4 separate regions of the Mus musculus genome follow, and all the other regions are linked to region 4. Evidence: chromatin contacts called from public HiChIP or PLAC-seq data. All regions are on one chromosome and are shown on one strand. Each heading gives the region's core, a stretch centred on a gene start, on an enhancer-like site or on the middle of the called end of the contact. The rest is flanking DNA. Distances are from core to core; before and after follow the strand shown. Region 1 holds the start of Smcr8 (Smith-Magenis syndrome chromosome region, candidate 8 homolog (human)). Region 2 holds the start of Mprip (myosin phosphatase Rho interacting protein). Region 3 holds the start of Shmt1 (serine hydroxymethyltransferase 1 (soluble)). Region 4 holds the start of Srebf1 (sterol regulatory element binding transcription factor 1).

Evidence for each region. HiChIP or PLAC-seq counts read pairs in DNA pulled down with a chosen protein or histone mark.
Region 1: a contact with region 4 is called in an H3K27ac HiChIP or PLAC-seq map of trophoblast stem cells, with 10 read pairs. The contact joins the promoter of Smcr8 here to the promoter of Srebf1 in region 4. A contact is called at or near these places in 1 of 484 Hi-C or Micro-C datasets (embryonic stem cells) and 2 of 115 datasets of contacts at active chromatin or transcription factors (microglia and trophoblast stem cells).
Region 2: a contact with region 4 is called in a FOXA1 HiChIP or PLAC-seq map of pancreatic cancer cells. The contact joins the promoter of Mprip here to the promoter of Srebf1 in region 4. A contact is called at or near these places in 2 of 39 promoter capture datasets (liver and pre-B cells), 1 of 484 Hi-C or Micro-C datasets (CD4 T cells) and 4 of 115 datasets of contacts at active chromatin or transcription factors (bone marrow-derived macrophages, embryonic stem cells, memory CD8 T cells and 1 more).
Region 3: a FOXA1 HiChIP or PLAC-seq map of pancreatic cancer cells shows a contact between it and region 4. The contact joins the promoter of Shmt1 here to the promoter of Srebf1 in region 4. A contact is called at or near these places in 1 of 39 promoter capture datasets (liver), 1 of 115 datasets of contacts at active chromatin or transcription factors (pancreatic cancer cells) and 1 of 9 other capture datasets (pancreatic islet).

Annotation. Positions count from the first base shown.
Region 1 is chr11:60,775,876-60,781,243 of GRCm38.p6, forward strand. Smcr8 (Smith-Magenis syndrome chromosome region, candidate 8 homolog (human)) reads left to right here and starts at 1,650. Exons shown (of 2, transcript NM_001085440.1): 1 at 1,650-4,506. The coding sequence starts at 2,153. It overlaps Top3a (topoisomerase (DNA) III alpha), which reads right to left and starts at 1,490. Exons shown (of 19, transcript NM_009410.3): 1 at 1,047-1,490. The coding sequence starts at 1,226.
Region 2 is chr11:59,660,105-59,665,551 of GRCm38.p6, forward strand. Mprip (myosin phosphatase Rho interacting protein) reads left to right here and starts at 2,403. Exons shown (of 24, transcript NM_001368931.1): 1 at 2,403-2,844. The coding sequence starts at 2,722.
Region 3 is chr11:60,807,447-60,812,906 of GRCm38.p6, forward strand. Shmt1 (serine hydroxymethyltransferase 1 (soluble)) reads right to left here and starts at 3,819. Exons shown (of 12, transcript NM_009171.2): 1 at 3,458-3,819.
Region 4 is chr11:60,218,940-60,224,561 of GRCm38.p6, forward strand. Srebf1 (sterol regulatory element binding transcription factor 1) reads right to left here and starts at 1,688. Exons shown (of 19, transcript NM_011480.4): 1 at 1,514-1,688. The coding sequence starts at 1,604.

The DNA of each region.
Region 1 (5,368 bases), core at 400-2,899, 560 kb after region 4:
CTGCTCTTTCAGAGTACTTAGGTTCGATTCCCATATCTCACATAGTGGCTCACAACCAGATCTGATACCCTTTCTGGCCTCGGTGGGCATGTGTCTGATACACAGGCATACATGTAGGGAAAACACCCATAGACATTAAAAAATAAAAGAGAGAGAGATCTAAGCAGTAGTTAGGCTGAATGTCAGTCTGTAACCCCAGTACTTAGAAGACAGAGGCAAACAGATCTCCATTGTTCAAGGCCAGCCTGATCTACTTAGCAAGTTCCAGGACAGCCAGGGCTACATCGTGAGACCCCTGTCTCCAAAACAGAAAAGAAAAAATTATTACTCAAAGACATTTTTAAGAGGTGAAGTAGTTAGGGGCCAGCGCCCACCTAACCTTGGCTCCCCCTTCCGGGTATTTTAAAACTGGAGGCAGAGGTCTGGAGATCCAACTGTTTGCAAAGAAAAGGGAACAGCTCCTAGGAAGGGCCTCCAGCTGAATGATAACGCAACAGTCCTTGGGGTTTTACCCTTCTCACCTCCGTTTTGTCAGGAGACAATCCTATCTTTCGTGTATCTTAGAATCAGTCTATAGGAGTAGTAATTGACTTCTCTAGTTCCTAAACCTAAGTGTTACCCCTAGGGTGCCACCACCCTAGTCACAGGGTCTGCAGAAGGCAGGGACAGGATTCCATAAGTAAGGCTTGAACGCCAAGATAAAGGAGTTGGTTACCGCTTTCCAATACTACTGAACTTGTGATTGACCAAGGAAGAGTTTTAAAATACACGTGTTCTCACACTCCAGACCCAAAGAAGGGAGAGCAATGCTCCACTGGTATGTGAGCCGAGCAGACAGATCCGGCGAGCAAAGGTCTATCAAAAGCGTGAAAAGGTTTTACATTTACAAAAAGCCTGAAGGCTAGGGAGAAACCGAGAAGTGAGGGCGGCCGGGAGGGGCCTCTCGCAAAATAGGCGGAGTCGCTTTCGCCCGGGCTCCCGGTACCCAACGCGCTGTCGGACTTTGTGGGCGTTCCTCAGGGAAGCAGAACCCAAGTGCTTCTTACCCGCCTCATACGCCCGTTGGACAGCAAGTCGGCGATCCCCTTGGCAGCGTCGTTTTTCTCCGCCACGCAGAGAACTTTTCGCACTCCTCGGAAGGCCACTTCCATGGCAGCGCGGGACAGGGCACGGCCTCCAGGCCGTCGGTGCCACTGAAACGCTAAGAGGGTGACCGGGAAGATCATTCCCTAGGTCCTGCTCCAGCAGCAACTCCACGGGTGCCCGTGCATGCTGGAGAACCCAGAGGAAAAGCCACGAGGAACTGTGAGAGCCACCTTAATAAATGCAGTTTTTCCAGGCAACTGCCGCCTCGATCAGAAACCCACACGTCCGAGTCTCGCTTAAACTCGCGCTCACAGACAACTTCCGCCCACTGCGCCACTAAGCAGCCTTGAACTACAACTCCCAGAATGCCTCATGCCCTGTGCACGTTCCTCCAACACCGTTTCTCCTCCTCCCTTCCACCCCACTGTATTCTACTTTCCTTTTCTTTATGACAATGGGTAGTTAACGGGACTTGTCCTCTGGAAGATCTGATTGGCAGGGCCTCTTAAAAGGCGCCACTAACTTGGAAGTCTGTGTGGGCGTTTCCGGGTCACGCGACGCTGATGCTGGGGAGTCATGTGATACCAAGATGGCGGTGCCGCGGTAGCTTCCCTGGGACAGTACGGTCCTAGGAGCGGCGACAGTTTCTGCCCTTAGGTCGTGGGGAGACTCATTTGACTGATTCTGCGGTAGCCCGTGGCGAGGATTAATGACACGATCAGAGCTGGGACTGTTGATGTCGCCGGTAGGTTCCGGGGAGTGCTGGTGACCTAGCTTCAGGAACCTTGCGCCGGCCCGGGCAAACGCTGGAGAATGGCCAGCCTCCGTCATCTGGACCTGCAGCTTTGGAGTTCATGAGGCTTGCCCAGGGCATCACAGGTCCCAAACCTTGAGAGTCTGCGGCAATTCGAGTTCTTCGTTGTGTGACAGGGCAGTTTAGGATCCCCGGAAGTGCAAAGAAGGCCGCAAGAACTTCGTTTTCGCATCCAGAGGCCTGACTCTCCCTCCGACCAACCCTACATTATTTTCCATTTCCTCTCAATGTGCTTGCCATATTTCAGGAAATATGATCAGCGCCCCTGATGTGGTGGCCTTCACCAAGGAAGATGAATACGAGGAAGAACCTTACAATGAGCCCGCTTTGCCTGAGGAGTACTCAGTCCCTCTCTTTCCTTATGCCAGCCAGGGGGCAAACCCCTGGTCTAAACTGTCTGGGGCCAAGTTCTCCAGGGACTTCATCCTCATTTCCGAGTTCTCTGAGCAGGTGGGACCCCAGCCCTTGCTTACCATCCCCAATGACACCAAAGTTTTTGGCACTTTTGATCTTAATTACTTCTCTTTGCGGATTATGTCGGTGGATTACCAGGCTTCATTCGTAGGCCATCCTCCCGGTTCTGCCTACCCCAAGTTGAACTTTGTGGAAGACTCTAAAGTGGTACTGGGAGACTCTAAGGAAGGGGCCTTTGCATATGTGCACCACCTCACCTTGTACGACCTGGAGGCCAGGGGCTTTGTGAGGCCCTTTTGTATGGCTTATATCTCCGCAGACCAGCATAAAATCATGCAGCAGTTCCAAGAGCTCTCGGCCGAATTTTCCAAAGCATCTGAGTGCTTGAAGATGGGCAACAGGAAGGCATTCGCTGGGGAACTTGAAAAAAAGCTGAAAGACTTGGATTACACAAGGACAGTGCTACACACAGAAACCGAGATCCAGAAGAAAGCCAACGACAAGGGTTTTTATTCTTCTCAGGCGATTGAGAAAGCCAATGAACTGGCCAATGTGGAGAAGTCCATCATCGAACATCAAGATTTGCTGAGGCAGATCCGCTCATACCCTCGTCAGAAGACGAAGATCCCTGACTTGCAGCCTGGTGATACAGAGCATACCCAGGATCAGGCTGACCAGGTATCCACTACCTCTAATCCTGAGGAGTCCGCTAATGCAGACCTTTATACCTGCAGACCGGCTTACACCCCCAAACTCATCAAAGCAAAGTCCACCAAGTGTTTTGACAAGAAGTTGAAGACCTTGGAGGAACTCTGTGACACTGAGTATTTCACTCAGACCCTGGCCCAGCTTAGCCACATTGAACACATGTTCAGAGGAGACCTGTGCTACCTCCTGACCAGTCAGATTGACAGAGTGCTTCGAAAACAACAGCCCATAACGAATTTCCTCTTTGAAGATTTTGTAGAGGTGGATGACAGGATGGAAAAGCAAGAGAATGTACCCTCTCAGCCCAGTCAGGACAGGCTGCCTCCCAAGCCTGTAGAAGAATGCCCCATTCCTAAAGTGTTAATTAGCGTTGGCTCTTACAAGTCCAGTGTGGAGTCTGTATTGATCAAGATGGAGCAGGAACTTGGCGATGAAGAGTACACGGGGGTGGAGGCAACAGAGGCACGCAGTTTTGACCCCCAAGAGAACCTGGACTACCTGGATATGGATATGAAAGGGAGCATCAGTAGTGGGGAAAGCATTGAGGTGCTGGGCACCGAGAAGTCAGCCTCTGTGTTGTCGAAATCTGACAGCCAGGCCAGCCTCACCGTGCCATTGAGCCCCCATGTAGTCCGTAGCAAAGCGGTCAGCCACAGGACAATCAGCGAGGACAGCATTGAAGTCTTAAGTACCTGCCCTTCTGAGGCCCTCATTCCTGATGACTTTAAGGCCAGTTACCCAAGTGCCATTAATGAAGAAGAAGCCTATGCGGATAATGAGGGGGCCATCCATTTCCAGGCAAGTGCCGGCTCACCAGAACCGGATGAGACTCAGGAGGGCAACTTGGAAAATATCCCATCCCAAATAGACTCCAGCTGCTGTATTGGAAAGGAGAGTGAAGGTCACTTGGTGCCTCTCCCAACCCCAGCCTACACTCTTTCTGATGAGGACAGTGTGGTGAGCATTCCCCCACAGCGCTACATACAGAAGGACCAGGGGCTCCACGTGGACTTCGGAGTGGAAAACACTGACCCTTCTCCCCGAGACAACAGTTGTGAAATGTTCCCAGCTTATGAGCTGGATCCAAGCTGCCTTCTGGCTAGCCGAGATGTTAGTAAGATGAGCCTGGATAACTACTCGGATACCACTAGCTACATGGGCAGTGCGGCCTCTACCAGCTCAGACAGAATCCCCTCAGCACCTCCTGCTGGCCTATCCTCTGAGAGGCACAAAAAGAGAGCTGGCCAGAATGCCTTAAAATTCATCCGCCAGTACCCTTTTGCCCACCCAGCCATCTACTCCCTGCTCAGTGGGAGGACACTTGTGGTCCTGGGCGAAGATGAAACCATTGTCAGGAAGCTGGTGACTGCACTGTCCATCTTTGTTCCCAACTATGGCTGCTATGCCAAGCCGGTGAAGCACTGGATTTCTTCCCCTTTGCATATTATGGATTTCCAGAAGTGGAAGCTTATTGGCCTACAAAGGTAACTGGTTCCAGGAGGTGGGGAAGAGCCCTAAACATTACGAGATGAAGCAGGTTTAGGATCTGTGGACCCTAAAAAGGAAAGCCTGCTTCCTAGACAGTGGCTAACCCTACTCACTGTTCTTTCCTTTGGCAAATCACTCTTGATCCTGTTGCCTTCTCTTATCACGGGGCAGGGGATTCACAGTTGCTAAGAGATTGCCAATCCTGGCTCAGCCCCACTTCCATGTCAGAACTGTTTGGGAGAATTAATTTCCTTGTGAATGTAAGTGGTTCTATCGATAGAACCCAGGCCCTGAGCATGCTAGGCAGACACGCTACTTATATTTATATGCCCTGAATCGTGACTCCCCAGTCAGATTCTGATTCCATTTGTCTTGGGTAAACACAGCAGTCTTCGTTCAGTGAAGTCAGAGAATAGCTGGACTTGAAGATCTTACGTTCTGATTCCAGTCACAATGGTGTAAAGGATTGTGGCTGTCACTGTGGAAGATATAGAACTCCAATAACTTGTACTCTGCTGTTCTATTTGCTCTGAAAGTGAGGAGTCAAAGGACTTTGTCCTGCCCTTGTTTGAAATCCCTTCAGAGTTATGGTGCTCCCCCGTCAAGCCTCATTCACATAGATATCTAGGTAGGTTATTCCTGTGTTCCAAGAAAATAGGAAAATAAAGTTGACTTATTGAATAGACCTTTTTCAATGGTCATTGAATGGTTACTGCCCAGTGCCTGAATTACAAGCAGATTCCTGGTCTGTACAAGTGTGCACCCTCTTAAAATGAAGGAGACAGACAGGGCCACAGATTTCAGCGAGATGCCCTGGGAATGACAGTTGAGCCCACTGCACAGAATCTCAAGTGGTAA
Region 2 (5,447 bases), core at 1,153-3,652, 560 kb before region 4:
TCTCTCCTCCTCCTTCTCCAGGCAGAGTCTTCCTCAGTTTTGGACTGTCCAGGGTCCTGCCTTTTCCAGAAGCCCCCGCGCTCAGTCTACTATGGAGTCAGGGGTTTCCTAGGCAGGGCCCTGCGACTTTCCAGTGGAAGGTTTCTGTTTGCCTCTTGTTTTTATCAGTTTTCATTTGCTTGAGGTCGAGCTCTTGTCAGGCTACCAGCCTCAGGATCCCTGAATCACTCTTCCTCATACCCACAGCTGTGACACCAGTGGTATGTGGCTGGCCTGGACAACGTATGCTGGGCATTTTCTTAATAGGGTAGCCTTGATTGGCCCCAAGAAACGGGTAGAACTTTAAAATATATATTTTTTGAAAACTTGTAATTAGATTTTAAATGTATTTCGTGTGTGTGTGTGCGCGTGCGCGCGCGCACATACGCACACACTGTAGCACACACTGTACTACTCATCTGGAGGTCTGAGGACAACTTTCAGGAGTTTGTGCTGTCCTTCCACCATGTGGCTTCAGGGGACTCATCTCAACTCATCAGGTGTGGTACCAAAGGCCTTTACGCGCCTTGCAATCTTGCTGGCTCTAAGTCTTTCTTTTAAACAGCTTGTACATGCTCATAAAACAAAACCCGAAAGGAACAAAAAGGTTTTATATTGAAAATTTAAAAGTAGGTCACCTCCCAATAACCCAGTTCTTCTCCCCAGAGGCCACCACTGGTATCACTTTCCGAGTATTCGGTGCAGACAAGAACCGTCAGTCTCCCTTTACCCCTTCCCCGTCTTTATTCTGGAAAAAAATTTAAATCAACAAGGTCGCAAGGATAGTCCAGTAAACACCCTTTCCCAAAATTCACCAATTAACAATTGGCCACATTATGTGAAGTATTTTGCAAAGATGATTATCACCTAATGCTTGCAACACCTTACATTCATGTCAGTTTTGTCCATGTGGTCAGTGAGGTGCCAGTGAGGGCAAAAGACCTGCCCACAGCTGGATCAGAGCTGGGCTTTCCCCTCAGGCTGCAGGCACACTTTGATCTGGGCTCCTTCATTCCTGATTCCTTGTGCAGGAGAGCATTTCTTTCTCAAAATGGAAATGCACCTCCCCGGGGTAGTCACCAGATGACCAGTGGAAAAGTACGCAACTCTGAAGGCATTTCTCTCCTAAAGCCTCCTTGTGACCTGAGCGCAGCTGCTCTCAGTGCCACCACCTGCTCCAATATCACCTCCATTGTGAAGAATGAGTTAGTTCAGCCTGTTAAAAAACACAGGCTGACTTCTGGAACTGCCAGCCAGCTGAGCCTGGAATCTCAGGTCAAAGTGATTCCTCCTTTCTGTCTTGCCTCCCTCACTCTTTCCCTTTCCTCTCCTCCTTAGCCTCCTTATAAAGGTCTCATTACGGTCCAGACTGGCCTTAAACTCTCCACCCTCCTAGATCTACTTTCAGAGTTCTGGGACCACATACTCCTTTCTTGTTCCTCCTCCCCACACTTACACCTGCATACCTTGGGAACAGTTCTGCATGCTCTCTGCTTAGATCCATTTCACTGCTGCTGGGAACAATTTGCCTCCTAAGGAGCAGGGGTTGTCCCCCTCCATCCCCCTCCCCTCCGCCCATTCTGGACTCCTCTGTCGTTTCCTTTCCAAGTGGCCTTTTGCCTGGGAGTCTGGACAAGAGTGGCCTGTAGTATATAGTTCAGGCCCTTCTTGCAGAGTGACCTTGCACAAGCTATTCGCAGTGTCTGAGCTTTTGTCTCCTCAAGCACAAAACGGAGGTAAGAGTGCGTACGTAACTCTAGCAGAATTGGGCTCCCATAATAGAATTGACAACTCCTCACGGCTGCTGACATCTTCTAGTCACCTCGGAAACACTACGTCTTATTACTTAACTGCTCCGCGCGCCTCAGTTTCCTTACGTAAAACCGGAATGGTCACGGGAAGGTTATGGAACTTTAATGATCTAAAACACGGGAAGCACTTGAAACAATTTCTAGTCTTTATGGTGGCATCTGGGTCGACCACAGACCTAGCACACAGTAGGGGCGCAGGCTAGACGAGGCAGAAGGCCGCAGCGAAGAGACTACGAGAAAGACAGGGGCCCGCAGGGAGACCGCGGAGATCTCCGGCGTCCTTCCGGGAGCAGCCCAGCCCAACGCCGCAGCTGTCAGGCCGCGGGCGGCGGCGCCAGTCCACCAAACCTGAAAGTTCCATCCCAGCGCCTCCACCTTCCCAGCCTGGACAAGTTACCTTGCGCCCGCTGCTCCCGGTCCCGCCCCCGTCATCCATTGGTCGACGGGTTTCTTTGTTAGCAGGAGCGTGCGGGTGCCATTGGCTCGCGGGGCTGCCGGTTGCGGTGCCCCGCCCCACCCCGCCCCTCCCCGAGTGCGCGCGGCGCCCAGCTCGGTTCGTTCGCGGTGGCGGCGGGCGCCGGGTGAGCGCGACGGCTGGACTTGCCGGCCGGCGCCTTGGGGGCGGCCGCGGTGGAGCCAGCGGCCGGAGGCCGCGTCCGTCCATGGGCCCACAGCGGCCGGGCGGCGGGGCGGGGCGCGAGGCGGCGCGCGCGCTCTGAGGCCGCGGCGAGCAGGCGGGGCGCGGCGCGAGAGGGGAGGCCTTTCCGGGCCTGCGGCGGCCAGCGCAAAATGCGGCGGCGGCCGCGCTGAGTCCCCGACCCCCGGGAGAGCGCTGGGCCGTGGCGGCCCGCTCCGCGGCCGCCTAGCCGACATGTCGGCGGCCAAGGAAAACCCGTGCAGGAAATTTCAGGCCAACATCTTCAACAAGAGCAAGTGTCAGAACTGCTTCAAGCCCCGCGAGTCGCATCTGCTCAACGACGAGGACCTGACGCAGGTGAGCTGCCGCGGGTGCGGAGCTGAGAGTCCTGCCTGCGAGTCGTGCCGGGGAGCGCAGAGCCTGCGAAGGCCAAGAGAGAATAAAAATGGAGCAGGGAAAAAAAATGCGTGAGAGTTGGGGGATGGGGTTGGAATGGGGGCGGGAAGAGTATCGATAGAGCTGGGACAAAGGGAAAATCCTCAAGAATGCCGAAAAATAACATCCTTTCCCGTTCCCATAGCTCTGCCGTGTGATTCATGCTTGTTGGGTGACTCAAAAAAATGTCTGGTTTCCCTGGATAGGAACAAAGTGGGGCTTGCTTGCCACTTGTCAGTACTACCCCCCCCCTCGCCCCCCTCGCGACTTGTCTTGGGACTGGACGCAGACTTGGCCACCAAACTGTCCCAGGAATTGGCATGTTTGCGTGGGTCACCAGTTTCCATCTTGTGGAATAGAGCCTGCTCTCCTTCTAAGTCACTGTCACCGTCAGGGTCTGAAGAGAGATGAGGTGTTTCTCTTCAGATGGGTGGGTCTTGCTCTTGAACTGAAGGTAGGAATAGCTTTTGTCGAGGGGTAGGGGCTTCCCTTCTTGGTTTTGCTTTCTGGCCCAGGAGACCAAGAAGACCTGTACATTCTGGGGAAAGTTGGTTTCCCCCTCTGTCTGCCCTTAATTTGTTAGTCAGGATTTTGGACCAGGTTAGACGCTCTTCCTAACCCGTGTCAAAGTCACAGTCATGGAAAACAGAGTTCCAGACCTCCAAGTCACAGTCATGGAAAACATTGTCCTAGATTGCCAAAGACCTCCAACCCCGGAGCAGTGTAGGAGATTGGGAATTTGTGTTGGTACAAGGTCTCCAATTTGGGCAACTGGCCCTTGGGAACTGGTTGCTCTCCCGTTTCTGGTGTTGAGGATTCCTGGCCTTGTTTGCAGCACTTTGGGAAAGCACTATATATCCTGCTCCCCTTTCCCCTCGCCCACTTCCTTTGCCCCCTGCTTGCTGACTTCAGTGGAGTTCCCCACACGGTCCAGCCAGTGCCACCTAGTTGTAGCCACTCCTTTTGGAAAGAGCTGTTTAGACTGAAAACATTGCTTTGAAGTGCCCTGGTTTGGCTGTTTTTAAAGCCTTTATGGGCAAGCAGGCAGGCAAGCAAGGTTTGACTTGTTTTATGGGGCAAACTAGAGTGGAGTAGTAGGGCAGGGGTTATGGCCTCTTTCTCTGAGGTCAGATTTCCAATAGCCAGGAAGCAATCAGGAAGCTTAACCAGACTCTCCAAGTCTCAGTCATTGATTTGTGAGAATGCCAAGGGCCTTAGAGACCTGTCTATTTGGGAAGGGTAGGACTCTTGAAGAGAGAGAAATGTGATTTCCTCTTCTCATTTGGATCCTGTTCAGGGAAGCAGTATATGGGATATGCGGTTACTGCTTGTGACTTTCTGAGGTCTGACCTTGAATGAGGCCTTTACCTCTGTTTTAATTTCCGTATCAGTAAACTGGTAGTGGTGATATGAAAAACAAGAAATATGTTTTATTGAGCTTTCCCCCTTATAGTTTAACAAACTGAAAAACCACCCATAGAACAGTCAACTTTGATTTAAGAAGTTTCTGGCCTTGCCAAAGGCTGTTTTGAGGGAGGTTTGTAAGTTTCCAGGTTATTTGAAGCAACTGCCTAAACTGGCAATTAGTTATTTATGCTACACACGGGCTGTTTTTCTGATTCTTAAATGAATGAGAGGAATTTAAATGTTTGAGTCTGTTAAAAAAAAATCTGTCAATTATTAGTTTAATTCAAGGGATGAAGCAAATTGAAAGTATTAAACTCTCAAGTTTGTTGTTTTCAAAATGATTGCACTTTGAAACAGGCCTGAGACCTCCAGGGCACTGGAACAGTAGTTCCTAAAATACTGGGTAGGGTTATTTGTGTGGGGAGAGATTAGCCCAGTCTTCTAGCTCCTGGGATCTTTCAGGAAGGAGCTGCTCTTGAAAGGAGAGCGGGGAGGCTGGAGGCTCTTGCCAACAGCATTTGTCCCTGCTCTGTATCCGCTTCTCCCAGAGCAGAGCCTTTTGCTCTCCTTATGACTCCATTAGAAAACCTCAGCCAATTGGTTCCTGTCAGCCTCCCCCAACCCCCTGCTTCCTGCTGCCCCTCCCGCCCAGAGCTTATTTTAGACTGTCCAAGCTGGAGGATACATCAGCCATCATCAAAGCCACCCCCTCTGTAATAGTTGAGGATGTGAGTCTAGGGAGGCAGGGACAGCTTCTGCTCTCAAGGATGTCATCTTCCCAGGAGCATACATTCCTTTCAGCCTTCTGATTTGAGCTTTATTTCCTCAGCTGTTGGTTTTGTTTATTTGTTTTTCCCTAGAGAGGTAGGGAACCTCTTTCAGGCCTGCCTATGTTGTGGCATCAAACCAGCAAACACTTGGAGGTCAGTTAAGCTAGCCACTTCCTTTCCCTGAAGAAACCCCTGAAACTCAGAGAAGGGAAAGCCTTGCAGGAGTGTAACATGGACTCCTGAGTGCCCTCGTTGTCCACAGCAGCCACCCCATGAGTACATCAGGATGGTTGAGTTTCAGAAGATGCCTCAAAGTGCTGTTTGGGGCCTCTGGAATTCAGACTAATC
Region 3 (5,460 bases), core at 2,569-5,068, 590 kb after region 4:
GGTACTCCTTCCAAGATGCCCAACAGCAGCATCTTATAGGTATATTTTTCTCTCACAGTCCAGATTGGCATGTTGCTGGTCCAGGTTGGCATGTTGCTAGGAAGGACCTGTACTCCTGTTTTTTCTTCCACCTCCTAAGTGCTAGAATTATGGGGATACTCCACCATATGCAGCAAGCATTTTCCAACTAAGTCCTGCAATCTTCACCCCATCAGGACCCATTTCTCTCAGACTCCATGGAATCACACATGAGGTTTTGCTGTAAGAAACTCCTCTGACTAGGCACTGGACACCAGTTGTGCAAAAACAGCAGTACACATAAAATAAACAAATATCAAATAAAAACACTGCACTCAGTCCAGGCAAGTGGCACAAGCCTTAAATTCCAGAACTCAGGAAGCAGACGCAGGTAGATCTCTTGAGTTTAAGGCCATCCTGGTCCACAAAGAGTTCAAGGACAGCCTGGACTACAAATAAACCCTACCTCTAAAACAAAAAAAGCAAAACAGAACAAAACTGCATTCACATCTCTTCTCTTACTCAGTGGCTGGCAGCCCATCTGTCCTTTTCTGTTGACGTGCATAAACTTTATTTACAGGACAAGGACTTAATACTGTCCCTGGGCTACTACTTCTTGGTGCTGTGGTCAGCAAGCCCAGTTGGAGCCCTGCCTTTAAGGGGCTTCCTCTTGGTCTATGTATTCAATATTAGTCTATGGTAGAGAAGGCATAGCCCACTACTGAATGCATAAGTGCCCCCCTCCCCAAATTGTGACGAACTAAATGCTTCAGGTAAGAGGTAACCAGGGCAGGAGGCCACAAGGATACCCAGCAGAAAGCAGCCAAACACAAAAGAGCCTACTCTCCAAGAGGACATACTGTACACAGACAAAACCAAGGGGCAAACAATGCAAACACTCCCAACCCATAGGGCTCCTTCTATCTCTGCAGGAGGTAGACAAAGGAAGTGTTATCATCCTCAAACAGAAATCTCTAGTTAGGACTTCCAGAGTAGTTGTTATTTAAACACAAGCATGAAATCACCAGGCACAGAGCCAGATGCTCAAATGTGCTTCTGCCAGCCCAGCTGCAGCTCCCTGGGAAGGACATGTTTACAGAGATTTCAGATGCCTCTACTGCTCTGCATGTGTGTACCCTTCCTCTTTCTCCACCCCCTACCCCCATGGGGACTCCCCGGGCCTCAATCTTTGGGGCCAGTGAACTCACCCAAGAGCAGCTTCCCAATAAACCTACCTTTAATATAATCTTTAAAAAAAAAAAAAAAGACTTCAGATATCACGCCAAGGACCTTGGGCCTCTCTGGCTACCCTTGAGCTTCCTCTCTCAAGATCAGAACCCATGAAATCCCAGCACCTGTCTGGGCCCTTGGCAAGTGGGAACCAGAATCCACACACCAGTCAGGCTCGGACCTCTGCTCCCCAAATCCCAAGGACAACATTTTCATTAAACATTAACTGCTGGAGGTTAGAAAGGACCTAATCAATGTGAAGAGCAAATCTCCTAACCATCAAAGAACGAAGGTCCACTTAGAATCCTCTTCAGAGGGCCAGACATCTTACTCAGGAACATTTAACCCAGTGTCACTCAGGAGCATTCAGCCCAGTGGCTCCCACGCCTCTCCCCAGAGTGTCCCACCTGGTGGGGTTTTTGTTTTGTTTGTTTGCTTGTTTGTTTTGTTTTTGGAGACTGGGTTTCTTTGTGTAACAGTCTTGGCTAGACTGTTCTATAGACCAAGCTGGCCTTGAACTCAAAGACTGGGCCACCTCAGCCTGCAGAGCGTGGGATTGCCTGGTTCCCACCCTGCTTTTACCACTATGTCGGATCACAGTAGTGCATCCCCTTACTAAACTAATATATGTCCTTCCTGAAATAAGGTACTAAAATAAGCTAGTTTTCTCTGAACTACAAAAAAAGTTCAAATTCTTAAAAAAAAAATCCCATTTGTTTACTGTGTACAGGTGTAGGTACACGTGTTACAACACACAGAAGGAAGTTCCTAGGGGTAAAGTCAGTCCATTAGGCTTGTCTGTGAGTCCCCTAACTCAAGAAGCCATCTTGCTAGCTCAGAATTCTTCAAGGAGCTCAAGAAGCTTAGTGTATACTTGATTGATTGATTGATTGATTGATTGATTGATTTTAAAGACAAGGTTTCATGTAGCCCAGGCAGGCACAGAACTGGCATAGCAGAGAAGAGCCTGAAAGTTCTGGCCCACCCACTTCAGGAGTCCTCAGCTTATAGGCACGCCTCAGCACATTTAGTTTCATGGGATGCTGGACTGAACCCAGCTCCCTGCATTCCAGGCAAGCTTTCTACCAACCAAGCTGCTTTCCCAGGCCTAGCCTCAGTCAGGTATTTAATAGTTTTCAACAACAACAACAAGGTCTCCATATAGAACTATCCTGGAATCACTATGTAGACCATGCTGGCACTGAACTCTGCCTACTTCTACCTCTTTGTCTGCTGGGTGGGATTAAAGGCCATACACCACAATACCCAGGCCAGGGCATTAGTTTTATGTTTTTAGAGAGGGTTTTTCTATGTAGACCAGGCTGGCCTTGAATTCACAGAGATCTTCCTGCGTGTGCCACCACCACTCCTGGCTTACTTAGGGCTTACTTAGGAAGAAGATCTTCACACTATAGACTTTTGATTATTTTGTTTTCCAAGACAGGGTCTCTCTGCAGAGCCCTGGCTGCTGAACTGTCGTTTTTGAGCTAACTTTGGGGAAAACATACAGCATTTCCTTATTACTGTCTATAGGTCTGCCAAAGTCCATACCCACGTGTTAGGCTGTAATGGGGACAGGAACAGTGCGAGTCTCTCTGTGCCCTGCTTTATAAAGAGAGGAGGCTCTCAAAGGCCTTGGAGTGGCTTTAACTAAGGTCATATAACAGAGGCAGAATGTGAACTCCTGTTTACTTTTGGTGCTTCCCAGAATCCTGGGTAACACAATTACTCACCTCCATTCAATTTCCCCTCAAGGAAGAAATTTTAAATGTATTCTGTACGGAGCCTAAACTGGTGTTTCTGGTCCAGCAACTGCCTGGCTCAATTAAACACATTTGTGCTTGCTTCAGCTAACCAAAGGTCACCTAACTTCCAGACCTTGAAATAGAGGCACTGGGCTAAGAACGCTACAAGCCAACCTGTCCCCTAGATAGAGTAACGCACTGCAGATAATCAGGGTTGTACTAGTAAATCAAAAGCAGTGATTACAGACAAACCTCGGAAGCTTCGTTAACATGTATAAACCAAGGGGTTCCATCCCAGCACCACATGAACCGAGAGCGATAGCTCTTACTGGTGAGGTGGAGGCAGAACCATTAGAAGTTCAAGGTCATCCTTGGCTACACATCAAGTTCGAGGACAGCATGTGTGACACTCACACCTCAAACAAAACAAAAAGAAACAATCGCAAAGATTAGAAATTACATACCTTGTATTAGGAGCGTGGATTTTGTGAAAAGGTTCCAACCCTTGGTGCAGGGTGGCCTCCAGTTCACTTGGTTTCGGGAGCTGGCCGTAAACGTCTGTTCCTCCGGTCTTTATGAAAGGGACTAAACGCGTTGTGGTGGCGCACGCCTTTAATCCCAGCACTAGGGAGGCAGAGGCAAGTGGATCGCCGAATTCCTGGAGAGCGCGCGGAAAGTGACCACAGCAACACCTCCAGCCGGAACCCCGCAGCGGGCTGTCCTAACAGCCCAGCACGTGCTCCGGGAACCAGCCTCCCCACCACGTGACACACCACGTCCGGGGGAAACCCAAACTTGGCGCGCAGAGGCCGGAGCTCCACTAAACTCTCCCCAGCGCAGCCTGGTCCCGCCCCGCCCCTACAGCGGCCCAATCAGTGGGAGCATCCAGGTAGAGCCCGCCCCCAGCTGCCCACGCGCGATTCGCCCGCGCTCAGAGCAGGGCAAAGCCTGACGGAAAAAAAAAAAAAAAAAAAGAGCTCTGAACTGGAGGGGGTGGGAAGGAGGAGGGGACTGGGCGGTTCCTTACCTTGGGACCTGGGACTTTTGGGCAGTATTGCTGATTGTAGGAGTGTTTTGTGATCCAGAAGACCTGGATAGGATTGGGGATCGAGCCTGGTTCGGGTTCAGTTTCCAGTAACTAATGCACAAGTGTCCAGGGGATCTGCCTCCAGAGTTCTAGGATTAAAAGTATGTGCTACCATGCCTGACATAAATAGATCTTTTTTTTTTTTTTTTTTTTTGGTTTTTTGAGACAGGGTTTTTCTGTCTAGCCCTGGCTGTCCTGGAACTCGCTCTGTAGACCAGGCTGGCCTCGAACTCAGAAATCCACCTGCCTCTGCCTCCCAAGTGCTGGATTAAAGGCGTGCGCCACCACCGCGGGTCCTGGTGTCAGCCCACAGTAATCCCTATCTCAAATAAATAAGTAAACAAAAAAACAAACAAGACAAACAAAAACCCAGCTGGCATGACCAGAACTCTACAGGCTTTGGCAGAGGGATCTTGAGACAGAGGGCAACCTGACTAAATACCAAGATTCAGGCTAGCTGGCTGTCTCAAATATTAAAATGAGGCTGGCTGTGTGGCTCGGTGTTAGAGAGCCTGCTTAGCCTAAACAAGAGTTTGCGTTGTTTGTGTTACACACGCTAGTAAAAACGAATGAAGCAAATCATATTGCCATGGGGCTAGAGAGATGGATCAGTGGTTAAGAGCATTTGTTGCTTTTGCCGAGGTCCTGAGTTCAATTCCCAGTACCCACATGGGTGGCTCACAACCATTTATACCTTCAGTTCCAGGGGCTCTGATGCACACTTCTGACCTCTGTGGCCAATGCATGCATGTGGTACACACATACATGCAGACAAACACTTGCATATATAAATAAAATAAATTTTTAAATATATATTATTGCCATGTGTGCATAAAAATATAAAAATACATTGTTTAGTAACAAAATTAATTTAAAATGATAAGATTTAAAAAATCATTTTAGAGTCAGGAGGTAGTAGTGCAGCCTTTAGTCCCAGCCCTCAGAAGGCAGAGGCAGGCAAAAGGGTGTTAAATCCCCTAGAACTGGAGTTATAGTTGGCTGTGAACCACCACAAGGGTTCAGAGAACAGAACCTTGGCCCTCTGCAAGAGCAGCAGTGCTCTTACCCACTGAGCCATCTCTCCAGCCCCTAATTTAAAAAAAAATAGATTTAAATAATAAAAATAAAAACAAAACCCCACAGGGCTGGAGAGATGGCTCAGCAGTTAAGAGCACTGCTGCTCTTCCAGAGGACCTGGGTTCAATTCCCAACACTCACATGGCAGCTCACAACAATCCGTACTCCAGTTCCAGGGGATTTAGCACCTTCGTATACATACAGGTAAAGTGTAACTTTGACAATATGTTCTCATTCTCTGGCTGATTCTGACTTCACCTGTGTCTAACTTGTTCTCTCTCTGCAACCTGTCTCTCTCTAACT
Region 4 (5,622 bases), core at 438-2,937:
CTTCGTCCAGCCTTGGGAGCCAGAGGTCCAGGCTCTTGAGCCAACAGCCTGGGTCTGAGTTCTGTCTTGCTGTGGCTGCAAGACTTGGACATGTCATTTACCCTCTGTTTTTGGTCTCTTACTTGTAAGATAAAAGTATGTCTTCCAGCTGGGCCTGTCGGAAGGATTCAATGCAATTCTCAACCTAACACCAAGTACTCCATAAGTGTAGGCTATCCATGTTGGGATGGATGGACACCCAAACACCAAGAGGGAACTTCTAACAACTCAACACTGTACTCTCCTCCTCCCATCCCTCCTCTCACTGTTCCTAACCATGCCTGGATCTCAGGTCAGCCAAGATATCTCTAAACTTTCATTCCTCTTAAGTGTCTAGCAGTTTTTGTTCTCCGCCCCCCCCCCCCCAGACAGGGTTTCTCTGTGTAGCCCTGGCTGGCCTCGAACTCAGAGGTCCACCTGCCTCTACCTCCTAAGTGCTAGGATTAAAGGCATGTGCCACCACTGCCCGGCAGGTGACTAGCAGTAACTCCAAGCTTTGATGGCACATTTAGGTCTCTGATGAGGACGTAGGCACAGCAGTCCAAGGCTGTGTTGGATATAAAAAACAGCTTAGGTGTCTATCAACAGAGCATCAGGGGGCACAATCTACTGTAATCCCACAGGCCCCATTGTAGTTGTAGACACACAGTCATGATTATCTGGGGTGGAGGAGGATGTGGAGCAGCCTTAAACGAGCAAGAGAAATATAATGTTTTGAAACTGCTAACAGCCACCAGAGATCGTTGAACAGTCCACCTAACATGGATACATATCTTATAGTAACAATGACTTGCTGGGGTTTTTTTCTTCTCCAGATCCGCCGCCACTCCTTCCCTCCGCCCAATTGGTAGTTGTTGTTGACATGGGAGATGAATCATACTGAGCGAGTTCAAGTGATGTTTTAAAGGATCTAAGTGGCCTGGGGTGTGGCTCAGCGCAGAAAGCCTGTTAATATGTTCTAGAATCCGAGTTACTGCCCCAGAATCACAAAATTTGAAAAATATTCTAGAGAGCACCTTCTCTCTTCTATCAGATTTCCAATTCCTCAAACTCAGGTCCCGCCTAAAGGGCCTTTGCCTCCCCCTCCGCCTAAAAAGTATCTTTCCTTTCCGGTGAGGGGGCTGCTCCTTAGCTCTAGTGCACTCAAAGAGACCTCCCTGACCTCAATCCAAAGTAGCCAGATGCTTGCAAGCCAAGGTAAATGCAAATATCGGTTCGTGGACTTTCTTGGGAATTTTGGTGAACTCAAGAAATGAGAAACCCCGGGTCGGCCTGTGAACTGTACACAGGACCAGGCTTGAAGTTGAGTGGATACTCAGCGTGTCCAGAAACCTAGCCCACTGCGGTCCGGAAAGCTCAACCCTAGATCTCAGGCGCCAGATCGCGCAGTGCGCACGCGCCAAAGTTCCCGGCCAAGCGCCCTCGCCGGACGTGCGACCCTGCACAGGCCGCGCCGGAGCCCCGGGACACGCACCTTCGATGTCGTTCAAAACCGCTGTGTCCAGTTCGCACATCTCGGCCAGTGTCTGTTCCAGAGCCGCCTCACCGAAGGCCAGCTCGTCCATGGCGCCGGCGCCCACCCGGCTTCGGACTAGGCCCACGTTAAGGAAAAGTTCCCCGGAAACTGGGTTCCGCGGGCGGAGCCACCTGAGCGGAGGGGCGGGGTTTCCCATCAAGCCCCGCCCACCAGCCTGCATCCTGACAGCTCGCCTAGCGGGTTGAGACTGCCTGCCCGAGCCTGGTTTCTAGCAATCTCCTGCGGGTGCACAGGCACTGGGCCTTGGCTTCTTCTGTATCAGGCCAAGGGAGGGACCGAATGGAAGCCACAGGACTAGACCCAGCCCAGACATCGTTAGATTAAAGGGCCAGGGATGGGGGGCCCAGCATGAGGGTGGGAGCAGAGAACAGAAAACTCACTTCCTAGTCTTGCTGTTTAGAACCAGACAGTCCTGGGTCCAAAATACAGCAGATACAGGCCTGCAGTGGGGCCCCTCCACTATGTGCCTCTGTTTTCCTCATCTGTAGCCAGGGTCCAATTATCTATGAGCCAGCTGAGAGGTTAGAGAAGCATGGCCCATAAGACCTGTCCACCCTCTCAGCTTAGAAGTCTAGAAGTGGGCCTCCAGAGGAGAAGAGTTCTCAGGCAGAACCTGCAGGAGGAGGGGGTGGCTGGAACTTCTGATCTTGTCTTAATCCTATCAGTCCTACCATTGGAGCAGAGAGGACCTGAAGGGCCAGTGGGCTCGTACTACTCCTATAGAATGACTTGTGTCTCCAAAAGGATCTAGAAAAAGTGTGAATCTCAAAGTCAAGAAGGGATTCTGTGAGCCAGGCATGGTGGCACACTCTGTTAATCCCAGCACTTGGGTGGCAGAAGCAGGTAGGTTTCTGAGTTCGAAGCCAGCATGATCTACAGAGTGAGTTTCAGGACAGCCTGGGCAATACAAAGAAACCTTGTCTCAAGATACCAAAAAGAAAGAAGAGAAGAGAAGAGAAGAGAGAAGAAAAAAGAAAAAAAAGAAAGAATTCTGTAACAGAGGTCCTGAGGACCTGAGCCCAGCTACTGGGTCATATGTGACCTGGGGCCAGGCCAGGTGCCTGAATAAAGACTGAAAAGTGAACCCTGGGCCCTGTGACTTAGGAACAGGTAAAGCAAGGGAGGGAGGAGAGGTTCTTCGGCGTGGATTGAATAGACCATTCTGGCCCACAGGTGATGCAAGTTGGGAGGCAACGGCAGAACCTACGAGTCAACCAGGGAGGGTCAGGGCCCCAGGCCGCCCAGAAGCTGCCTTGCTCAGACTGCAGATACCTCGGCTGCTTTCACCTCCCAACCAATAGAGTTAGTTGGGGCAAGGAGGGAGGGTGTGCCTGGGCTTCACCAGGACACATTTTTGTTCCTTTCTCAGAGGAGCTGCTAGAAAATTACACAGGAGTTGGCAGGGCTATAAAACGCACATGGAGCCCTTGCTTTGGGGTCACCCTGCCATGTCCCACCATCAGAAGACACCCGGTTTTCTGAAAACTCAAATAGCCTGTCCCAGCCAGAAGGACTCAGAGGTCAGCTGAACCAGCACCACACCTGATGTGTAGCTGGGCTCACTGGTTTTCCCCAGTCAACTTACTAGAGCTGTCTCTGCAGGAAAGGGCAAGGTGTTTGGGGACATCACAACAGATCTGCCTTGTTCTGGAACTGTGTAAAGTGTACAGATCCACAAATACACATTTCATGGCTGCAAGAGCTAGGGCTACTGTCCTGTCTCGAAAAGCAAGAAAGAAAAAGAAAGGAAGGAAGACAAGGAAAGAAAAACCAAGCCCAAGGTGGGAGATCAGATCAACACAAATCTCTGCTCCACAGATTGGTTTACTAGGACAGCAGCCAAGGGGCATCTTTACCCTGTGCGGAAAGCTTGGAAAACTAATGTCTAACACCCCAGACCTCCAACCAAAGCTCTCTGGATTGCCTTGCTGGGCTCTTTGACGCTCAGCACACAAGCTGGTCTGGGGAGCCTGGGAAGGGCGGGGTCTCAGCCCGACCGACAGTTACCTGTGTCAGCAGGCTCAGCATTGTGCAGTCTTGGGGCATGCTAGTGACATGCCGAATACTTTTTTTTTTTTTTTTTTTTTTTTGGTATTAACTCGTTCCGATCTTTCCAAAAAGCCTTAGGAAGGCGTCTGTTTCCTTCCCATTCTACAGATGAGACAACTGAGGCCGGAGGCGAAGGGACCTGCCTAGGACTCCTCAGCGCTGCCCAAGGTTGTCTTGCATTGGAGACAGTCGCAGTGCACAGTGCGGGGTGGGCAGCACGGCGACCCCGAACTCCGGGTGCCAGAGGACAGGCCCCGTTCGCGGCGCCGTAGCCAATGGGTGCAAGGCCCCCGAGTGGGGTGACGCGGCGTCAGCGTGCGCTCGCGGTACTCTGGTTTTGGTCACGTGCCCAGCGCCCGTTCGACCCGGGGGCGGGGCAGTATGACCTGAGGGTACGCGCTCTGTCTGGAGGGACTACTCAACTGCAAGCAGGGCTTCTAAAGTGCAGATTTCTGTGCCTGCTCTGGCTGTCGCTACCTAGGGGACCAGCGTGCACTTCCCCGTTGGTCCCCACCCTTTAAGCACTGCAGACACTGAACCTTAAGCAGCAGGACCTCTCTGCTCAGCAGTGCCCTCAGTGTTGGGAGTTCAGCGGTGCGTGGAGTGGCAGGCGCCGGGTTGGACGCTGCTGCCACTCTACATGACCCCGTTATCTTTCTTGACTGCAGGAACTAAGCTTGGGCCTGCCTGGGCGAAGGAGGAGAGGAGCAGGCAGTGGAATAGACTGCTGAGAGCCCAGAACCACCTGGGTGGGCTTAGTCTCCTGATCTCACTTTATATAGGGGACTGCTGACTTGAGAATGCTGGCCCTAGATGAGGGTTGGTCTCATTAGAGTCCACATCTGGTGCGAGCTGATTCGCCATCTGCCAGGGTTTTGTTTGTTTGTTTGTTTTTGGTTTTGAGGTGTCAAGAGCCCTTATAGAAAAATAGTATAGGATGTACAGAAAGGGAAGCCCATGTGCTAAGTGAGTTTTTTTTCCAGCCCCTGTGTCTTCTGACACTTGGGCCACTGCAACTCTCTTTGACCTCGTTGAGCAGAGAAGTGAAACATCCCCCAGACCACCAGATGCTCTGGGTTCTGGCAGAGGGACGGTGCCATCCCTCTCGCTACACTCCCAGCCACCAGAAGGATAAAGCAGGAGGTCTGCGTTTGACACCAGCCTGGCAGCTCCCATCTCTTAAGTTTCAACTGGGATTTCTCATCAGAGTGTTAAGCAAAAGGGAAAAGGATTGCAGTATCTGCTCAGGGATTCAATGAGGCCTCAAAAATGGAAGGGTGGAGGAGCACAGGGGACAAGCCAAACAATCGGCTGTAAGGACTGTGATAGGTTAAAATACAGACTGTTTCACCTGAATGTTGGATTTCAGGCCACACCGGACTGATGACCAGCTGTCTTTCCAGCCAGTGTGTGGGCTCCTTTCTCCATCCTCATCTTCCCTGGGATCTAAGCCCCAACCCACTCCACTCAGAGACCTGAACTAACTGGGATGCTTAGGACATGCCCTAGAGACCTGAACATAGTCTTCCAGGGGCCATGAAAGAACTATCAGCTTCCTTGAATATTGCAGCACTTCCTGGGTCTCATGTCTGTCTAGGGTCTCTGGTTTTGCTCCTGCCCAAGATCCAGAAGACATGTTTCTCTTGGAAAGTGAATGGATGGTGAAGCTCCTTTCACATCAAGAGCTTCCGTGGAGACCGCTGGGTGGGGCCATCATCAGGATTGGGCTCCAACGACAAGAGGGAAGGCAGCAAGGCCTAGCAGGAAAAAAAGAAGAACTAGAAGTTTGTCTCTGTCCATATGTACCCAAGGGGCTCTATGAACCCATGCTGTAGACCTTCCTCTACAGTTTTCTCCTTCCTCTAACAGTCAGGGGGTTGAAGGTGAGTTCTTGGGATTTTGTGTAAACCACTGAAAAGAGCTATGGCCTGGAGCTGCTGGCAATGTCTAGTCTGTTATAGCAGAGCCAACCCTGAGGAAGCAGAGCCAAGACACAC